Regions from separate parts of the Mus musculus genome. Here region 1 is linked to region 2. The links are chromatin contacts, called in public promoter capture Hi-C maps. All regions are on one chromosome and are shown on one strand. Each heading gives the region's core, a stretch centred on a gene start, on an enhancer-like site or on the middle of the called end of the contact. The rest is flanking DNA. Distances are from core to core; before and after follow the strand shown.

Evidence for each region. Capture Hi-C pulls out chosen DNA fragments and counts their contacts.
Region 1: a promoter capture Hi-C map of liver shows a contact between it and region 2. The contact joins the promoter of 9330175E14Rik here to the promoter of Herpud1 in region 2. A contact is called at or near these places in 5 of 39 promoter capture datasets (the 3T3-L1 cell line, the SN4741 cell line, hippocampal neurons and 2 more), 2 of 15 datasets of contacts at CTCF or cohesin (large pre-B cells and pro-B cells), 18 of 484 Hi-C or Micro-C datasets (CD4 T cells, CD8 T cells, LSK cells and 10 more), 9 of 115 datasets of contacts at active chromatin or transcription factors (the 230-238 cell line, CD8 T cells, the SCID.adh cell line and 5 more) and 3 of 9 other capture datasets (adipose tissue, liver and pancreatic islet).

Annotation. Positions count from the first base shown.
Region 1 is chr8:94,433,642-94,436,490 of GRCm38.p6, forward strand. It overlaps 9330175E14Rik (RIKEN cDNA 9330175E14 gene), which reads right to left and starts at 1,462. Exons shown (of 3, transcript NR_015514.2): 1 at 1,195-1,462; 2 at 586-835; 3 at 1-505. It also overlaps a transcript of Nlrc5 not described here.
Region 2 is chr8:94,385,150-94,387,849 of GRCm38.p6, forward strand. It overlaps Herpud1 (homocysteine-inducible, endoplasmic reticulum stress-inducible, ubiquitin-like domain member 1), which reads left to right and starts at 1,280. Exons shown (of 8, transcript NM_022331.2): 1 at 1,280-1,589. The coding sequence starts at 1,443.

The DNA of each region.
Region 1 (2,849 bases), core at 212-2,711, 49 kb after region 2:
AACCACTGGCCTAAGGTGATGTAGCCAGCACTTAAGAGGAGGACTTGAGCCTGAGGTTTGGGGGTCATGGGTGTGCTGATGACCCTGCCCTACAGTGCTAATGCACTGTCTCCCCATTCCTCCCCCAGAGCATTCTGGGAAAGTTGCTTCACTGTGGGATGTCACAGAAACCATCCTCAGGAGGAGCCTGGCCTCCTGTTCTGGGACAAAGACAAGAGGCAGGGCAGGTTGTAGAACTTGGAACAGAGACAGGAACTTTCCAGGGCTGACGCTGGCCCTGTAGTCCTTTTCTTACCGCCCACCTCTTTCCATCCCTTATCCCTGCACCAAGCTTTCTTCTGTAGCCTAGGCAACCCTTGCACCCAGGGACCAGCAGAGACACACCTGGAGGCCGCGCTTGTCCAGGTCAGGTCTCAGGTGATGAGCCGCTGTCGCCACTGGACCCTGGACCCAACTCCACGAAGTTTTGCTCAGTGGCTCCTCCTGCCTTCATCCTACATCGTCTCTGGGAAGTGTAGAAAGAAGGGTTGTGCGGGTCCTGCTGCGCTCTGGCCCCACCCACTTCCTGGCAGATGCCCACCTTACCCAGTCTCAGTAGTCAGAGAGGCATGTCCCGCTGCGATCTCCAAGCCGCGGCGGGTTCCGGGCACGCTACTCGCGCGCCCTGGGGCTGGCACTTTGAATCCACGTGATTTCTCGGCAGCGGCAGTAGAGTCTATGAACTAGCGAACAGCGCCCGCTCAGTGGCCACTTTCAGTTTCCACAGAGCGCGGTGGAGAGGGAGCTGAACTGGTGAGTTACCTGCCCAAGCCGGGGCGCGGAGGGAGATCTGTGCCTAGAGAGAGGAGGGGGTGTCAGGGGCTAGGTGGATAGACAAACGGACTGAGGGGCCCGGGTGGGTTGGGGTACTGGTGGCTTAGCAAAATGCAGTCGGACACTGTAATTTGGGGACCACAGAAATTGGAGGGAGTGGCTCAGTTTGGGAAAAAACTTTGTATGTCTGTGCGCCCCCTCTCCTGGTGCCTGCCACACTTGTCATCCCCCACCCCCAACCATACTTTCTTCTTGTTTTTTTTTTTTTCTTTTCAATGCCTTTGCTTTAATAATAATCCAGAAGCCGCCCTGTTTGCTACATATAATTCTGAATTTTCAGCCAAAACAACAAAACAAACAAACAAACAAACAAAACCCCACCTTTTATTAGACAGATAGAATTTGGCTGAACCGTAGCAACTTGCTGTTCTATAGAGGAAAGCTGCGTTCTCTAAGAGTTGCCAACCTCAGGTCGGTGGCTTCTGGCTACCAACATTGTGTTGGAACAAATACTAGATATTAAGGAATGTACAAAAAGACAGGGATCTTTAAAAACAAAAACAAAAACAAAACAGAATATTGTGTTTTAAAAGAGAACGATGTTTCTTGAATGTCCATCACCTGTATTTCTAATGATCATTGAAACTTTCCAGTCACAAGGGTAAGCCTGGGCAGCCTTTTGTCCCTGGCCTACCACAATGCCACGTGGGGTTTAAACCATTTTTTTTCCACTCAGAAAAGCTGAGCTGGGAGCTCTGGGAGGTTCCTGGAGAATTCTGGGTCTTCAGTACTATTGGTATATATTGTCAGGATTCTTCTGAAAAGGGCGGGAGGGGCTTCATACAGAAAAGGTATTTTGAAAATTGACCTTCATGATTGGGGGAAAAGGCTAGAAAATGACCAAAGGTGGGTGTAGCTGAGCCATACCTGCAGCTTTCTCTTCCTGAATCGCTTTCTTGCAAAGAAAGGAAACCCGGAAACCTGCCAGGTTCCCTCTGGGATGTAGCTCAGAGACAGGGCAGACCCTGGTTTGAGTCCCCGGCGCCACAAAAATAAGGCACCAGGCCTGAGCTCCCACCAGAGAACAGAGTGGGCGGGAGTGACTGGAAGTTCATAAGGCCCCTCATGGTGTACTGTCCACAGACCAGCACCAGCAATTATGCCTTGCCTGCCCTGCCTCCAGGACCAGCGCCCATCTGTCTTGGAATAGGACCTCTGGGTGCTCTCAATACTGTGCATCATGACCATGAGTTACGATTTCAGATCTTGGAAGGTTGGTTCCCCATCTATAGTACAGACATTATGTTCAAAATTTATCTCCTGAATCGAGTGAGACGAAATAGAAACAATGCCTCGGCCACAAGTGTGAGGAGCCTGGGGTCCTGATGGGACAAATGCCGAAGCTAAGGGAACGCCTTAGTGCCTTAGTCTGCTTAGTCCGGTCTGCCCAGAAAGCACAGGTTGGCCTGATCTCAGAAGCTAAGTATGCTTAGGCCTAGTAAGCACTTGGTTGGGAAAGTCTGCCTAGACCTGTTCCCGGACCAGCCCGAGGATAGCAGTACCTGGTCAATGTCTATGTGCTCTCTCTCTCTCTCTCTCTCTCTCTCTCTCTCTCTCTCTCTCTCTCTCTCTCTCTCTTTCTCTCTTCCCTCTAGAAAGAGTTCAACAAAACTCTGTAGATTCTCTTCTCCCATATTTTGTGCTGTGTGTTGGGTAAAGAAGACATCCCCACTGCCTCTGAACGTGACCTTATTTGGACACAGGGTGACTGCAGACACTTAAGATGAGGTTGTAGGGTGGGCCCAGTAAGACTTCTGCCCACTAATAGAGGCGATCAGCATATCCACATAGATACCTCAGGAAGGCGGCCATCTTGGGGAGGCAGAGACTGCAACTACAAGCTGAAAGACAAAAATCCCAGCAACCAAAGTGTCCCAATCGGAAAGAGGAAGGCCCCTTTACTAGCATCCTCAGAGGATGCAGACTGCAGAGAATAAAAAAATAAAAAGCCATTTCTGCCAGCGCTTGATGGAACT
Region 2 (2,700 bases), core at 30-2,529:
CGTCTCAGCCCCAGAATGTGATGGCATTTAGAAATATCTTTGTGAAAGATAATCGTTAAGATGAGGTCTTTAGCCACGACAATGCGAATGATACCCTTATAAAGGGGGCAGGGGAGAGACTGGACAGAGATACGCATAAAGATGATGCAGATACACTCACACCCGTGTATGTGCACGCACACAGGTGCACACCCGGAGAATGCCATGTGATCGGAAAGCTCGAGATTGGAAAAATACTCCCCAAAGCTAAGAAGTCCCAAGGACAGTTAGCAAACCTGCAGAACTTAGGAGAGTGGTACAGATTCTGCCCCCAAAGAAAGCAATGCTGCCCTAACCCCTGGTCGCAGACTTCCAGCCTCTACAGCTTCAAAATAAACTTCTGTTGCTCGAGCCTCCAGTTTACGACACTTTCTTATGGTTGTGTGACAAACTCACATAACCATCTCCCGAACAGGACTCTCCTATCACCTCTCTGACCTCTGTAAGCTCTGGACATGGCTGAAAACCCAGGTATCCCAACAGGATTGGGACAAAGATGGGCCGGAGCAATGCCAGTTTTGTTTTTCAAACTCAGAGGAAACACTGGAGCACTGCCTCTGGTCAGATTTCAGGTATCTGAGACCACTGCTGTGCTTGTCGCAACCCCAATTTAAAAGCAGCAGATGTTGTTAGTTCATAAATGATGACCCTTTCCAGTGTCTCCTAGAGGGTTTGTCAATCAAGAGGCACTTAGTGCCATTACTATAAGGGGTATGTTCCACACTTGATGCATCGTTAAATTTGCTGCAGGCACATTGGAAAGTGCCCGAATCCTTCATCCTCTCAGCTCAGAGCAACACAGGCCTGGTTTCTCTTCGCTTCTAAGGCCTGGTTAGTTCGTAAGGCTTCCCTGGATGCCAGGCTGCGCAGCCACCAGGGAAAATGCAAGCGGACAGACGTATGCCCAGGCGCCTGGGGTCAGAAAGGGCGGAGGGCCGCTTTGTGAGGGCACAATTTGCAGAGCCTGCTGATCTTGGGAGTCAGGCAGGCCGCCAGGCTCAGGCACCGCACGCATCCCGCGCTAAGGAGCCTGAACAGGACCAGCGCCCCAGAGGGCACCCTGACATGGCCGCCGAAGACCCGCTCCCGCGCCGCTGTCGGGACTCAGGATGACGCAACCACGGCGGGTTGCATCAGCCCGCACCCCCGCGCTTAGCCCGCCTCTCCGCCGCCTTTCTCCGGGCGCTGATTGGGCCACGTTGGACACTGACCTCTGTCTCAGCCAATGGATGGCAGCCACAGAGAGCGCTATCTGCGGAGCCCTGGCACGGGGCGCCCATAAAAGGTACCCGAGACGGGGGCGCGTGTCCCAAAGACGCCAAGTGTCGTTGTGTGGTCTCAGACGGCTGCGTCGCCGCCCGTTCGGCATCCCTGAGCGCAGTCGAGCCGCCAGCGACGCAGACATGGAGCCCGAGCCACAGCCCGAGCCGGTCACGCTGCTGGTGAAGAGTCCCAATCAGCGCCACCGCGACTTGGAGCTGAGTGGCGACCGCAGTTGGAGTGTGAGTCGCCTCAAGGCCCACCTGAGCCGAGTCTACCCCGAGCGCCCGGTGAGTGGGACCCCGGGGTGCCACGCCTGCAGGGTTGCCTGAACTCACCTGTCACACACCACAGGGCGCGAGTCTCCTTCCTGCCCAACCGTCTCCTGTGCCCCTCTGCTCGCCCTAGCGCTTGTCATCTCTTCTGGGCCTCCACCAGTCCGCGCTTGCCCTCTTCTAGCCCCTCATCTCTTCACCTCCCATTACACCTAACTCCCAAGGCTGTCACACATCTGCCCCACGTCCCTGTACCCTCTCCTCATCCTCCCAGGGAAACAGTAATTTGACCTTAATGAGTCATTTCCCCATCCGAGTCCCAGTGACCCTCCACAAACTACTAGGTGACTGACTGGGTGTTCCCAGTTCGGCTTGCATCTGATGGGTAGAAATAAGAAAAGTAAATGTTGCCAAACGAGACTTCTGGGTGTACCGAGGACAGACAGTATATGTGCCAGATTGGGCCATTGGCTAGAGGGTGGGGTGCGTGCCCAGTCACCAACTTCTGAAGGTCCCACGCCCATAGGCTAGACATGGCTCTTCTCCTGCAGCCTTCCGTTGACCGCCCCTCCCTGTCGCGCCGCACTTAGTCTCGGGGAGGAGCCCCCTTAACTTTCTAGCGAAGGATGACTGAGAAAGGAAGCCAGCAGCTGGAGTAGCCCTGAGTCTGATTTGACGACAACCGTGGGTCAGTTAGGAGACTTTCTTGTTCCGTGGGGTTCCCCACCCCTCCCCCTCCCCCTTTGGTTGACACATCTGTCAACAGCTCCCTAGCCCCGCCCACCCCTCCGGTCCCTGCCACGTGACGGAGGCTGTGCGCTGGACCTTCCTGTATTTACTTTGTTCTCTGATGTTATGTAAGTGTCCACGAGTACAGTTCTGGATCCGACAGGAGAGGGCAATCGGGTGGCTGCAGATGGGGACTTTGAACAGTGGCCTTAGAGCTCCAACCGGCAGTGGCGCGTGGGTTTCAGTTTGTTTTTGTTCCGAGTTGTCGGGAAAGTAAACAAGGCTTTTCCTTTTAGAATTGGCGAGGAACTTTATCACTTTGGGTGTAAGCGTCTAAGCCCCTGGAACTGGTCGGGGCAGTGTGTAGGATCTCCGTGGTTGTTTTCAAGAAACCAGG